Linked DNA regions of Sus scrofa: all the other regions are linked to region 3. A link is a contact called in public Hi-C and HiChIP or PLAC-seq data. All regions are on one chromosome and are shown on one strand. The core of a region is the stretch at or near the end of the contact, and the rest is flanking DNA. Distances in the headings are between cores, read along the strand shown. Region 1 holds the start of ERG (ERG, ETS transcription factor). Region 2 holds the start of BRWD1 (bromodomain and WD repeat-containing protein 1). Region 3 holds the start of ETS2 (protein C-ets-2). Region 4 holds the start of HMGN1 (non-histone chromosomal protein HMG-14). Region 5 has its middle 41 kb from the start of PSMG1.

What was found. A called contact is a pair of places that touch in the nucleus more often than the background predicts. HiChIP or PLAC-seq counts read pairs in DNA pulled down with a chosen protein or histone mark.
Region 1: a Hi-C map of retroperitoneal adipose tissue shows a contact between it and region 3, with 2.0 times the contacts expected there. The contact joins the promoter of ERG here to the promoter of ETS2 in region 3. A contact is called at or near these places in 4 of 47 Hi-C or Micro-C datasets (embryonic fibroblasts, mesenteric adipose tissue, retroperitoneal adipose tissue and 1 more) and 1 of 2 datasets of contacts at active chromatin or transcription factors (skeletal muscle).
Region 2: a contact with region 3 is called in an H3K27ac HiChIP or PLAC-seq map of alveolar macrophages. The contact joins the promoter of BRWD1 here to the promoter of ETS2 in region 3. A contact is called at or near these places in 1 of 47 Hi-C or Micro-C datasets (heart right ventricle) and 1 of 2 datasets of contacts at active chromatin or transcription factors (alveolar macrophages).
Region 4: a contact with region 3 is called in an H3K27ac HiChIP or PLAC-seq map of alveolar macrophages. The contact joins the promoter of HMGN1 here to the promoter of ETS2 in region 3. A contact is called at or near these places in 1 of 47 Hi-C or Micro-C datasets (heart right ventricle) and 1 of 2 datasets of contacts at active chromatin or transcription factors (alveolar macrophages).
Region 5: an H3K27ac HiChIP or PLAC-seq map of alveolar macrophages shows a contact between it and region 3, with 10 times the contacts expected there. The contact joins the enhancer-like site here to the promoter of ETS2 in region 3. A contact is called at or near these places in 4 of 5 promoter capture datasets (fetal liver, fetal skeletal muscle, liver and 1 more), 22 of 47 Hi-C or Micro-C datasets (alveolar macrophages, blood, brain and 11 more) and 2 of 2 datasets of contacts at active chromatin or transcription factors (alveolar macrophages and skeletal muscle).

Annotation. Positions count from the first base shown.
Region 1 is chr13:202,127,923-202,130,622 of Sscrofa11.1, forward strand. ERG (ERG, ETS transcription factor) reads right to left here and starts at 1,414. Exons shown (of 10, transcript NM_001244456.1): 1 at 1,284-1,414. The coding sequence starts at 1,301.
Region 2 is chr13:202,895,219-202,897,918 of Sscrofa11.1, forward strand. BRWD1 (bromodomain and WD repeat-containing protein 1) reads right to left here and starts at 1,327. Exons shown (of 42, transcript XM_021070988.1): 1 at 1,137-1,327; 2 at 977-1,035; 3 at 808-837; 4 at 572-631. The coding sequence starts at 1,185.
Region 3 is chr13:202,463,047-202,465,746 of Sscrofa11.1, forward strand. ETS2 (protein C-ets-2) reads left to right here and starts at 1,295. Exons shown (of 10, transcript XM_021070986.1): 1 at 1,295-1,522.
Region 4 is chr13:202,942,078-202,944,777 of Sscrofa11.1, forward strand. HMGN1 (non-histone chromosomal protein HMG-14) reads right to left here and starts at 1,419. Exons shown (of 7, transcript XM_021070990.1): 1 at 1,382-1,419; 2 at 1,104-1,224; 3 at 754-786; 4 at 639-668; 5 at 506-556. The coding sequence starts at 1,118.
Region 5 is chr13:202,733,306-202,736,005 of Sscrofa11.1, forward strand. No RefSeq gene overlaps it. Among named protein-coding and RNA genes, the nearest start is that of PSMG1, 41 kb to the right of the region's middle. Within about 2 kb of position 1,301, at least 28 of the 83 cell types and tissues checked have an H3K27ac peak or open chromatin away from gene starts, as enhancers often do. A contact at or near this core is called in alveolar macrophages, embryonic fibroblasts, liver and 3 more, where this site is marked.

The DNA.
Region 1 (2,700 bases), core at 164-2,663, 340 kb before region 3:
CTTGGATACATGGATTTTTTAATATACATCACTGATCACATCTTGAAATAAAACGGAAACTGAAGAGAATTTCTGAAATACAGTTTATACCATAGGTAGTAATTAAATCCTTTCAAACAAACCTTTCAAATACCCAACCAAGGAGGATTTCTGAAATTGTTTTGGCCCCATTCCGGACAAACCTCATATTCCTGAGCTTTCTAATTAACAGAAGCCCTTGATGAAACCACAATCAAATGCCTCTCACCTACACGCAGCCACACTCTAGGCACGCCACCAATAAAACCCTCCTTTATCCTCTTTTCAGGATCTGTTTCTGCTGCTGCCTTTTTCGCATTTTCTCCAAAGGTCACCAAGGCACGGGGGCCTTGAAAAATATGGTAACAGACCCCTTCATGGATCCCATGCCACCGAGTTACAGGAATCATCAAGTCGGCTTCACTTTCAGGAATCAGGCCGTGTTTACATTTCTACCTACCTGGATTCACCTCCACCTGAGTCTCGCCATGTTATTTACCAGAAACATTTGTGAGAAAAACATCACATCGGACCACAGACCCCAGAGCACAGAGCACCTGCCAGCCACTGCTTCCCGGTTCCCACCAAGCAGCCGTCACCACCGCGAGGAAGAAAGTCTACTCACAGTGCACCGAGGAGAAGGGACTTTATTAAACAGAAATACAGAACCGAACACACCGAATCACCACCATCTGGGTTATACGCGAACCCTCCGCTCTCGGCATGCAGGTTCCAAAAAAAAAAAAAATCCAAGTCAACACTGGCATGTGCCACGACCGACGGCCACTTGCCCAGCATCTTTCTTCGCGTCCACCGGGACCCGGCGGACCCCCCTGAAGCTAAGGGAGGCCTTCGAGAACGTGCGCCAGGGCAGCATCTCCAAGCCCAGCTCTGCCTCGGACCCGGCCCTCCAGCCGCTCCGAGTCCACTCCCTTCCAGCGGACACGCGCGCGGCCCCGCTCGAGACAGGTAAAGAAAATGAAAATTCAGACGCGCCCTGTACAGCTTTTGCAAAAGTCATCCACAGCCCTCAACAGGGAATTTAGAAACCCCAATTTTTTTCCGAGTTTGAAGTTTTTAAGCCTTGCGGATGGTTGGAGTAGGAAAAAGGAAATTTACTAGGCAGTGCAAAGGAAATCTTGTTGTCCTCTATTGTGGCAGTGGGGGTGTTGCCCAACCCTGACTTATCTGCCTTGATAAAGGAAACCAAAGAAAAGGGTAACAAGCACGAGATTTTGTCAAATGAAAAGGAACCCTCTCCTTACCTTAATAGTGCTGGCCATAATGCGATCAAGTTTATTGATCGTTAATAAATGTTAATGATAATTATTGCTTCTCTCTGACCAGAAAGTAGTTTTGATGAGGTTGTTTAGAGCGGATGAGATTGTGCTAAGTCTGGGAAATGAAGTCAGCCAATGGCAGGAAGAGGTTTCTATTGGTCCTGGCGGCCCAGCCCGAAGAAACAGGATATTTGGGAGTGGAGAGATAAGAGGCCCCGAAAACAATGTTGTTTTTCTTGATGATATGCAGCCAGGAGATTTTTTTTTTTAATTAAAAAAAAAAAAAAAAGACATCAATTGCCTGGGCCCGGGATGGCCACAGCAGGTGTGACCCGGTGTGCCGCCGTGTGACACGCCACCCCAGGCAGGATGCAGATGTGAGATGTGGCGGGACTCGGTGTGGCTTCGCGTGGGCGGCGAGCACCTCTGCCCTGGGCGTGGAGGGCACCCTGCAGCCGGGTGACAGACGGGCCCTCTCGCCTGTGTCTCGCCAGAAGACCCGCCACACGCCTGGGACCCGGGACTTGAGCCCCCCACACCCCCCATCCCACTCCCGGCTTCTCTTCTCTTAAAAGGAAACTTTGCAGGCGGTACTTAGTTCATGTTCAGGGGGGACCCCGCTTAGTCGCCGCCATTCGCCTGCGGATTTTTGAGGACGTTTATCCCTTCACCACCTCCAGCGAGTGTTCCAGAGCAGTTTCATTTTCTCCTTGCAACACAGGTAGTTGCTCCTGGGTCCACAAAAGCCAGGAGAAAATGCACAGACTCTAGAATGCAAGGAACTAGAAGGAAAGGGGAGAATAAACCTGTCGAATCCTTGTTTTCAAATATCCGTTGAAAATCCCAAGACTCGAAGTGACACAAACACGTTCTAATGGCAGCGAGCTGGCCCCCCTCTGACAAAGGTCCATGTTCCAGACGGACCCCAACAGAACTCCTGGCTACACAGAGATGCCACATCCTCCAGTTCAGTGTTTTAAAATCTGAGCCGTTAAGTTCAGGGCCACACGTCTGTTTGCCCCTCGGACGGAGGAAATGCAGCTCATGGAGGCCTGAACATTCCTGAGAGGATGGCAGGCCTTTTAATTACTCATTTTCAGGAAATTACTTGTTCTCTGGAAGAAACAACATTTTGCTTTGAATTTAGCTACACGAAAGCTGGGCCAGTGAAGAGGTGTGGTCTCCAAAGGGGACCCGCAGAACACAATAGACCAAACCCTGAGTCATCCAGCTCCTCCCGGTTTCAGAGGCAGGACAGTCAGGGAATCGATTTCACGCCTGCCCACGTCAGAGCTCTAGGAAGGAGCCCAAGGTTCTGTATCTTTTACTGATCCCATGATTTCCCTCTTGTATTAGGACAGAAGGAGGAAAGATGAAGAGGAGGACGGGGAGGAGGAGGAGA
Region 2 (2,700 bases), core at 77-2,576, 430 kb after region 3:
TTTAGAACGGCGAAAGTATTGCAGGAGTGGCACAGTCTCAAAGCAGCAGGGTTTTTATTACTCCGCGGAGGAAAAAAGAAAAAAACAAAATAAACCAAAAGCTAGAGAGGAACCTTCCTCCACCTTTCAAACACCAACGCTTCTATTCCTAGGGAACAAGTGGTTGGAAGATCTGGGCGGGGCAAAAGGAGGAAGACCAATCAAAGGTCGAGTTACAAGTCGGGTTCAGGACAAACACGGCTGAGAGCAGCTCGCTGAATGGCTGGCGAGCCCCCGGCTCTCACCATAGGCAGCCGCACCTGGGGACCCACCCCGCCACAAACCGCGGCGCAGGTCGCCCCCACCTCCACCCGGCCGCCCCCCAGGGCCGTTTCCTACCCAAACAAACCCGGCCTCCCCAAAGCAAAACAAAGCCTACGGGAGGCGGTCCCGCTGTCCCAGGGATGCCTCGGCCGCCTGGCCGCCCCCTCCGCGCGCGGCTCGGTCACTTCGCCCCTCCGGCGGGAGCCCCGAAAAGGGGGCGGGGGGCGGGTGCTCGGAAACACCGGGATGGAAATGTCAAAAGTCTCACCAATTCCTCGTAGCTCCTGTTGTGCTCGTTGCCCTCCCAATCCAACCTCTTCGGCAGCAGCTGCAAAGACCCAAGATGCACACGAGTGACCACCGAGCGGGGGGTGGCGGGGCGCAACGGGGTGGGGGGCGGCGGGGACGCGGGGCGGGGAGCCGGACGAGCGGCCCCAGGCAGGGCCGGGAGGGGACGCAGGGGACGCGGCGGGACGGGCGTGGGCGAGGCCGCGAAGCACAGACCTGGTACTGCTCCAGCTCCTGCACCAGCACCTGCAGCCGACGAGACGCGCAGTTAGGGGGGCGGGGGCCGCACCCCGGTCCGCCCGGCGCCCTCCTCCCGAGACCCCAGGCGGCGGCGGGGCCGGGACCCCCGGGGCGCGGCCGCCGCCGCCCGCGGGCCCGCACTCACCTGGGCGGCTCTCCGACACGGGCCGGCCGATAGGTACCGGGCGATGAGGAAGTACAGCTCTGCGGGGAGACGGGGAGTCGGGTCAGGCGCGGGCGGGAGGGTGGCGGGGAGGGGGCCGGGGCGGGGGCGCCGCGGGGAGGGCGCGGGCGGCGCGTCTTACCCGACTCGATGAGGGGCACCGGGCGTCGGGCGGGCGAGGGCTCCGCCATGGCCGGGCGCGGGGCCGGGGCGGGAGCGGGCGAGCGAAGCGTGTAGGCCGCGCCGAGGCCTGACCGGGCCGGCGTTCCTCTACCTCAGGCGCGCCGCCGCTGCCGCCGCCGCCGCCGCCGCCATGCCGTGCGCGCCGCCAGCGCCGACGCCTCCGCGAAGTAGTGCCTCCAGGGGAGAGAAAGTAGTCCCTCTGTGGGCGCCGCCCGTGCCACCGGACGAACGACGGTCCGACCCCGCCAGGAAGGGCGAGCCTCGCCTCCCTCTCCTCTCCCTCGGGGGGCGCAGAGAGGACACTGTGTGCGCTGGGGGCCGGGCCCGGCTCGGGCGGCCGGTGGGGGAGGGGCGCGCGCGTGGCCGGGATCCCTGCGCGCGGTGAAGCGGCTCCCGGCCATTGTGAGGCGGCGGCCCGGCTGCGCGGCGGGGCGGGCGCCGGGGGCGGAGGTCGGGCGGGGGCCGCGGTGGGGGCAGGGACGGGGACAGGTCCTCGCTCCCCCGGCCGGAACCCAGCGTCTCCATCCGGGACGTCAGGGGCCCAGGACCCGCAGCGGGTGCGGCGGGGTCGCCCGCTTCGGGCTCTCGGAAGGGACACTCACGGACGCTCATCCGGGGCCAGTGTGTCTGCCCCCCGGGAAAGATGGTTCGCTTCGAGGACGGAACACCCTTAAAACCGAGATCGTGCCACCCAGATGAGAACGCCGGGCCGAGAAGCTTTCCGCCGGGAGGGGAGGAGGAGTGAGGAACGCCGCGGGATGGGGAGGCCAGGGGTCCGCGGACGCTGACTCTCTGGCTCGGAGGGCAGAGCCGGGTTGCCGCATGCGGGGGAAGGAGAGCCGTGGGACAGAGCCGCAGTCCTGCCGGAGCCCGCAGCCCCCGAGAAAGGGTCAAAGAAAACGCAGTGCATCGCAGAGGATGTAAACCTGGCTAGGAGGGAGCAGCCCAGGGCCGGCGACGACCTAGCCGGGCGAGGAGGGTGGGAGGAAGCGGGCAGTGCAGACACGCAGCGGCCACCTCTCGGGGGACGCCCGCGGGGAGCCGTGGGCAAGTGGGATTCTCTTGGGAAACAGTCGTAGGACTTGAGGTTGGAGCAGTGGACCAGGGTCCCCCAAAATTCCCTTAATGCCCGTGGCGGGCTTCTAATCTAACCACATTCCTTCGGCCAACGTACCCGGTTTGCCCTATTCTGAGCCCTAAAGCACAGCAGGGAGCAAAACCGGGCCCTATGGAGCAGACGTTGTAATTCCAGTTCCTAGGCAGTCTGATAACCTCCAGAGCTTCAAGAGATGAAACATTTGGGTTCAGATCAGACTCTGGGTTGGGACTAACCCTGGGCCTTTACCCGCTGAAAGTGTGACTTTGAGCACGTCACAACCTCTGAGCTTCTATTTTCCTCACCTGTAAGCTGTAGATAGTATGTGTGCCCACTTCATAGGGGGACCATAATGGGTTAATAAGTGTTCTTAGGGTACATAAGCGCCATATACCTGCCAGTTTTTAATTATTTACACCACATAGCC
Region 3 (2,700 bases), core at 45-2,544:
ACTGCAGTCCCTGGCCTTGCCTAAGCTGAGCTATTGTATTTTCTATCCACCCCTGGGCATCTAAATATTTCTCCAAGGAGTTCCCGTCGTGGCTCAGCAGTTAACGAACCTGACTGGCATCCATGAGGGCGCAGGTTCCATCCCTGACCTCGATCAGTGGGTTGAGGATCCGGCATTGCCCTGAGCTGTGGTGTAGGTCATAGACACGGCTCGGATCCAGTGTTGCTGTGGCCCTGGCATAGGCTGGCAGCTACAGCTCCGATTGGACCCCTAGCCTGGGAATCTCCATATGCCGCCGGTGCCGTGAAAAAGAGAGAAAAGACAAATAAATAAATAGATAAATAAATACTGAGAATGTGACCGGAATCTGAATAGGAAATGTGTGCATTTCTAGCCATGGACTCAAGTATCTCCTGCTAAAAATGGAAACTCTGGGGGGGAAGGGTGACGGTTTTGACCATAGTTGGAAGTCAGATAGCCTGGAGTTTCAACCCTGAATTTCCCACTCACACGTCCTATGACTCGGCAAGTTATTTACCCAAAGGGCCCATTCCCTCATGTTTAATGTGAGGACAATTATCCTGAGAATGAGCCCAGGGAAGCTCTTTCAAAGGCTGGTTCCTACTAAGACACCGCTCAACTCTAGGGGGCGCCACTTCCTCGGAGGCGGTAGGAACAGGGCTTCCCGGAGCAGAGGGGCGCTCTGTGACCCAGAAAAGGGCCCACCTTGTACGTCTATCATGTCTTTTAGTGTCTTTTCAGGACAGAAGAGTCAGAAGTCCACGAAGAGGTCCAAGAATTGGGCCAGAAATAGTCCCTTATGACCCAAGCCCTGTGGCCGCTCGGTGGCACCAGCACTGCTCCAGTCCTGCCAGGACAGGTTTTGGTGTTAAAGTCTCCGCACCAGCGGAAGAAACCAAAGAAAGACTCTCCTTCTGAGCTCCCGGGACACACACAGGGCTCGAGTCCTCGGGGTCCCCGGCCCACCACGGCCCCCCGAACCGCAGGCAAGGGACAGAGCCCAGTGACAGCGGGCGCCGAGCGAGGCCGGGCTTGGAAGGACTGGCTCCGCCCCCTGCTCTTCTCCTCCCCCCGCCTCCACTCCGCTCCCCTCCCCTCGGCTTCCCCCCTCCCCTGCTCCCGCCCTCTCGCGACTTTGCTCCCTTCTCCACCCCCACCCCTCCCCTCCCGATCTCCTCCCCTCTCCCCTCCCCTCTCGCCTTTCCCCTCCCCCGCCCCCCTCCTCCCCTCCCCGCGGTCGCCTCCCCTCCCTCCTCCGTCCTCCCCCGGCTCCTGAAGAGCGCGCAGCGAAGGGGACCGGCCAGTTACTTCCTCCAGCGGCGGCGCGGAGCGCGGTATCGCCCCAGCCCTGAGCTCCCGGAGCCCGCCGCCCGCCGCTCCCTGCCGGCTCAGGCCTGCCGAGCGCCCTCCCCGCGTCCCGGCCCCGCCGCCCGCGCCCTCCCCGGCGCGCACCGAGGAGTCCGGGCCCCGAGTCGCCGGCCGCCCTGCCCGAAGCGGCGCGGTAAGAGCAGGGTCGGGCCGGGTGGGCGGCCAGGGTCCGGCAGGTCCGGCGGGGAGCGCCCTCCGGGCCCCGGTTCCTCTGCCGAGGGATCCAGAAACGGCGTGGAGGACGTGGGTGGCGCGGAGAGCCGGATCCCAGGGCGCAGCCGGGGTCCCGGAGGGGTGGCGGCTATTCCTAGGATCCAGGGGTCGCGCTTCTGAGATCCGATCCGCTCAGCTCGTGGTATGGATGGCCCAGTGGCTTTGGGGGCGGCAAGTGGGGCGCGGAGTGGGCCCGGCGATGACGCGCGGAGCCGGCTGCGAACTTGGGCCGCGGTTCTGGGGTCGCCGAGCCGGCTGGGGCGGGCGGGGCGCGCCGACTTGTTTCACTTGCTTTTGTCTTAAAAGGAAACGCGGGCGTGGTGGGGGGCCCTTGCCAGTGGGCGCCTGGGAGACCTGATATCGCGAAGGGGCTGGGGGACGCCGGAGAGGGTGTCGGAGGGGCCCCGGCGCGCCCGGGTTTGTGGGTGACTTACTGGAGGGCGCCGGGCCCGGGCAGATCGGGGTCTAGGGGCGCATGAAACACCTTGGAAGCTACGGATCCCCGAAAACAGGCGGATCCCAACCCCCCGGTCACCTGCTCCGCCACGTCCAGGGCCCGGCCGGGGCGGCGGGCGAGGGAGGCGCCGGGAGGGTCCTGGCGCTCGAGCGAGACCCCCGTGGGCGCCCCAGGTCCTCTATATCTCGGGCCCTCGGTCCTGCTAGGCGAACCTGGGGAGCCAGTCGGAAGTGGGGATGTAGGTGCGCCAAGCTGCCTTTCCCGGTTCTTACAGCATTTTAGATGAAGAGGTAACAGCGATTGTGCGTGTGTGTTTTTTAAAGCACAAGAGATTTTTTTATATTATCCTGTATTCAATTATAGGGTATCCTAAAATAGTAGTTGACGTGCGACTTATTTAGAAAGTAAAGAAGTGAGCCAGTCCCCCCTTTGGATTGAGAGGTAATTTATTTTAATTTACCACTGAGAGATGATGTTTGTTCCGCACAGTGGAAGCGCCTGTGCGCCCTGTGCCTGCCCACACCACCGCCGATCAGAGAGAGAAATCTCCCAGTTAAGGTTTATTAAAATTCTGAATAATATCACAGTACAATAAATGTTAGCGCTCTGGGTCCTGCAGGAAAATAGCTGAACACTCATTT
Region 4 (2,700 bases), core at 169-2,668, 480 kb after region 3:
CCCTACCTTGCCTTGCAAACCTTACACGCAGACACATACACATTCCCTTCTGCTGGCCTCAGGCCTAGCTTTGCTGTTATGGTCGCAAGAGGAAGTACAGGCGTGCAACGAACAGAGAAGCGCTAGCCATAAGGAGCACAACACAAAGAATGGATTTCCCTGGAAAGCCAAAGTTAGTCTCCCAGTATTTGCGGCCGTCTTAAGTTTCCCAAATTCTGCAGCAGCATTACTGTGATACATTCTATCTCCATTAACCGGGATAATCACTACATCCACCATATCTTACCCAGGCCGGAAAAATGTTCTTTACTCATATTATAAAAACCTTAAATCACAGTGCTAAACGTGGTCAAATCCCGACTTTCCAGGAGATTATGACGTCAAACTGTAGACAATTTTGATACTCAAAGTCAAGGTCTTGGCCGCCGCCGGCAACGTGCGTTAAGGTAGCACCGCGGCATTTCGAAGACACCACGGTCTCTTAGGGTTGAAGTTGGAAACCTACCTTTCCTGCCGCCTTTTTTGGCTTCGCTTCCACTTTTGCAGGAGCAGGTTTCTGAAAGGCAAAGGTAGCACTGAGTTTCTTCCCGCGCTAGGATCCCACGGAAAAGGAAGGTTAGGGGGCTCACTTTACTTACAGCTGACAACCTCGCCGATCTCCTCTTGGGCTTCGGGAAAGAAAAGCAGAATGAGTAAGACGCACGGGACGCGGGGCGAACCGAACCCACCCCGGGACAGGCGGGGGGCTCTTACCTCCTCCTTTGCCGCCCCCTCGGCGGAGCTGACCTGCGGGAGGAAGCAGACAGCGAGTGGGCGCAGCCCGCAAACAAAAGTGCCCGCGCGCCCTGCGCCCGCGAGAACAATACCCGGCCGCGTGACGTCAGCGGCTTCCCGCCGCCGCGTTCGAATCTCCCACCCGGCTCCGCGGGCCGCCGAACGTTCCGGAACCGCGCGCCCCATGCCGGTGCGCGCCCGCCCTCCGCCGGCCCGCGGCGCCTCCCGGGCCCAGCGCCGCCGAGGGCGCGGCGGGGCCTGGGCCTGCCTGGCTGGGCGCCGCGGCCGGGCGGCGGAGGGGGCGTGTGCGGGCCGCGGCCGCCGCTCACCTTCCTCTTGGGCATCGTGGCGAGGGCGCGGGCGCGTGCCGGGTGCCTGCGGTCCGCGGCGCGCCGAGAGCCTTCGCGAATCTGGGCTGCCTGGCCGCTGCCGCTCCTCCCGCCGCCGGAGCTGCTGGGACCCGCGGCGGGGGCGGTGGGAGAACCGGATGGAACCGGATTGGGAGCCCGCCCCCTCCTCCCCCCGCATCCCCCGGCCGCAGGCTCCCCCTCCCCTCCAGCCGGGCCGCCCCCCGCCCCCACCCACGCCCATTGGCTGCGGGGCCCACCGTGCCGCGGCCAGCGCCCGGAATAGGTGAGGCCGGCCGTCACTCGACCACTGCGCCCCGCCCCCGCTCTCGGCGCCCCCACCCCGCCCGCCGTCTCGCGGGGCCCCAGACCCAGGCGAGGGGGCGGGGCCCCACGGGCCGCCCTCGCCTCACGGTAGTTTGTTTGAAGCCGAGCCGCAAAGTGCGGTCTGAGCGCCGATTGGCTGAGGCCCGCCACGTGGTCTCCGGGTGAGCCCGCCCACAACCCCCCTGGCTACCTGGGCGCCAGCCAGAGCCAAGAAAGCCCGGGGATCAAGTCCCTTTCCTGTAGGGTGAATTGGGTTGGAAGGGTTTTAGTTAGTCTCACAGACTGGGAAGGAAGAGATAACACGTTCAAATATGAACCAACTTCTTCCACCTCAGTTGGTAAGAAAGGCTAATAGGTCTTCAGCCTCGCTGGCCTGCAGGAGGCGGATTCTAGTGCGCAGGCGCGGAAGGGGAGGTCGTGGGAAGGAAAGTCGGCGCGGGGCTGCACTGCGCAGGCGCGGGTTTTTGCGACGTCCCTGGAGTCGCGGCCCTGCTACCCTGCTGGGTTGCTCGTGGTCAGCTGTTTCTGTGCAGTTTCTTTTAGGTTATCCGTTCCCTTAGGGGCTGGGGGTGCTGGCGGTTCGTCTCAGGAGGCTAGTGGGCTCCTGAGTCCCGGAGGCTGCCGGCCCCAGGACTCGAAACCGCTCTCTGGGCCGGCCGGTCCCTCCTGCACAGAAGTGAAGTGCGGAGTAGGGCCATCCAGCTCGTGCCCGTTTTAACCAGTTGCTCACCTAAGCATCTTTCCGAGATAGAAAAAGAGCTTCTGGCTGGGGATCTGAGCTGGAAACCTCGGAACCAGTGAGATCACAAGTAACCAAAAGAAAATTATGTTTAAAAGGGCAGATTGATTACTGTAAAAAAAGCTCTTAATCGGAAAATTGTCAGCTGGAATTAATTCTTGGGGAGGAAGAAACACTGGAGTACTTTTGAGTCAGAAAGATTGGAAACAGACCAAATGTCCATCATTTGAGACGCCCGGATAAGCTATGACGCTTTCGCCTAGTGGAATAATGAGCCACTGCGGAAAAGAATGAGGCCGCTCTTTACCCAAGAAGTGGATTTTGAAAGTCCCTAGTCAGTCTCTTAACTCCTGATCAATAACTAATGCCTTCCCTTCTCACCGAAGAAAGTCTAAAGTTCTTAAGGGTGGTTTATAAAGATCTCTGCACTCTGGCCCGCTTCAAACGACTTTCACCACTGCTTACCCCGTGTCACCTCCCAGCCTCAAATAGGCTGGGCAGCTCCTGCTTCAG
Region 5 (2,700 bases), core at 51-2,550, 270 kb after region 3:
AAGGAACATGACGGGGGGCGAGGGGGGGTGCACAATGATGCCAAGGGCATCTTATTGTATTTTATTTTCTATTTTTATTTTTAGGGCTGCACCCACGGCACATAGAAGTTCCCAGGCTAGGCGTGGAATCAGAGCTGTAGCCGCCGGCAGACACCACAGACACAGCAACGCCAGATCCCAGCCGTGTCTGCGACCTACACCACAGCTCACGGAAATACCGGATCCTTAACCCACTGAGCAAAGGCCAGGGATCAAATCCTCCTCCTCATAGATCCTAGTCGGGTTGGTAACCTGCCGAGCCACAACTCCCCACCATCCCCCGGTTTAAAGAAGCCACTGAGGGCATCTTTAAAGAAGAGTCACTCTGGAGCAGAGGCACTCAGACCCAAGCCCCTCTCCCAGCTCGGCAGACCCTCCCCCAGAAGCGGTTCACCCCTTGCTTTGATGCCAGCACTGGGTTTGAAGGGCAGGGGAGAGCCTCAGATCCCATATCATCAGTACTATACTCAAAAGTCACACCCCAAGAGGCCACCAGGGGCCACTGGTCCCGCTGGAGGAGGTCTGGGGTGCAAGCCCCACCCCAGCCCTGGCACAGGTCTCACTGTGGATGCAAAGAACCATCTTTGAACACGCTCAGGTATTCCAATTTAAGGAAACAGAGCCAACTCGTTTCTGGCACATGGAGCACACGTGGACATTTCTCCGTGCACCCCAGCCCATCTGCCAAAATTAAAGTCATCAGAGAACTAGAAGACTCGCCCACACGCACAGCCAAAGTGGCGCTGAACATCTAAGAAAGACACGGAGGGTTCAGCCAGCATCCCTCAGTCTCACCGTCAAGAAGAAAGGGAGCTTATTTTCCACCCTAACTGGTAATGATTGCTTTCCCCAAAATTACCCCCCAAAAAGGAACCAGACCTCTCTCACATACACCTGCACATGCACACGCTCAGATCTGTGTTCCAGGAGAGCGCGTCCAGCTGGAGGCAGCCGGGCACCCGCAGCTGGGAGTCTAGACCCAGGCTGGTCGGGGTGGCCCGCGCAGGTCCCAGCACCTGCCCGCCTGGGAAACGACTGAGGCGGGAAAAGGTGAAACTGCAGACTCCAATTTAAGAAATCTGACCTTTTGTCCCTCAAATAATTGGGGAGCAAGATATGACTTTTTTCCTGAGTATATTTATGGTATTTTTCCATTTGAGAAAGCATCCGCCAAGGCAAAAGGAACAATGCTAAGAAGCGCGATTTCCATTTTCAAAGGGAAGGGGAGGCCCTTTTGGAGGGACCACGCCCACATCTGTAAATAGCCAACCTTGGAAGGAACTCGAAGGAAAGCAACGTGTGTGCCTATGTGTGGGGGGAACCTCAGCGGCTAGAGCCTCCCCACCCCTCGTGGCGGCAGGAAACCATCCGCCGGGTGAGGGCTGCAGACCCAGCGGGCGCCCAGGCGGCAAGAGATGCTCCTGGGGTTCCAGGCAAGACCCCCGCGGGCGCACAGACACACACGTTACATACCTTTGTTTCACTGTGTTTATTTCCACTGCAGAAGAGGGACAAGCAGAGGCTGGGGACAGAGTGGAAGGGACGCTTGCTTTACTCTGAGTCTCTTTGTGCCTTTTGAGTTTTGAACTTGAAGTCATTTGCGTACCTGTGTCCTTCGGGGGAACTGTCTCCTAAGAGATTCTGGCACCACTTCCTGACCCAGCAAGAACCCACTCTCCTTCTGGAATACGGGATGCCCTCCCCTTCCCCCCAACCCCAGCACCCCCCACACACACACACACACACAGCACACACAACACAGCATACACACCCTCCCCAACACCCACGGCACACACACACACACACACACACCACACGCACCCCACGCACACACCCTACACACACACAGGAAACACACACACACAGACACGTGTGCGTGCACACCTCCCACAGCATCTCTGAACCCAGGTGCCAGGCAGGGCTCAGCTTGCAAAGCAGGTCAAAGTCGGGTCGGGATGCTGCCTTGGACCCTATAGAAAGGGCCTTGACATCTAAACCTCCGGGATTCAGCGCCATCTAGAGGCTTTCTGCTGCACTGTTTCCCAGCTTGGCGACAGAAAGGCGACCCCAGCTCCTGGCATCGTGAAGGGTGGGGGCCTGAGAAGCCCAAGAAAGGCGCCACGTTGCTGAGGACTCGGGCTGGGGCCGGCCCTGGGGTTTTGTGGTTCCACCCTTCTATGTATTCCACTCCCTCTTCTCACATACACACACACACGCGCGCGCGCGCGCGTATTTAATTTTTTTCCAATTAAGTAAAACATTCGGAAAAATGCCAAAGGTCCTTAGTCATCAAAAAATGTAACCCAGGACTTCCCATTGTGGCTCAGCAGGTTACAAACCCAACTAGTTTCCACGAGGATGCAGGTTCAATCGCTGGCCTCCCTCAGTCAGTTAAAGATCCAGCGTTGCCTTGAGGTTGCAGACGTGGCTTGGATCCTGCGTTGCTGTGGCTGTGGTGTAGGCTGGCAGCTGCAGCTCTGATTCCCCCACTAGCCTGGGTACTTCCATATACCGTGGGTGCAGCCCTAAAAAAAAAGACAAAGAAAAGAAGAAAGAAAGAGAAAGTGCAACCTAAAATCCCACACAGCTGCCCAAATGCCCATGTGAGGAATACCAAGCATTGGTGAGGCTGTGGACCCCTGCAGTGGGCACAAACTGGTT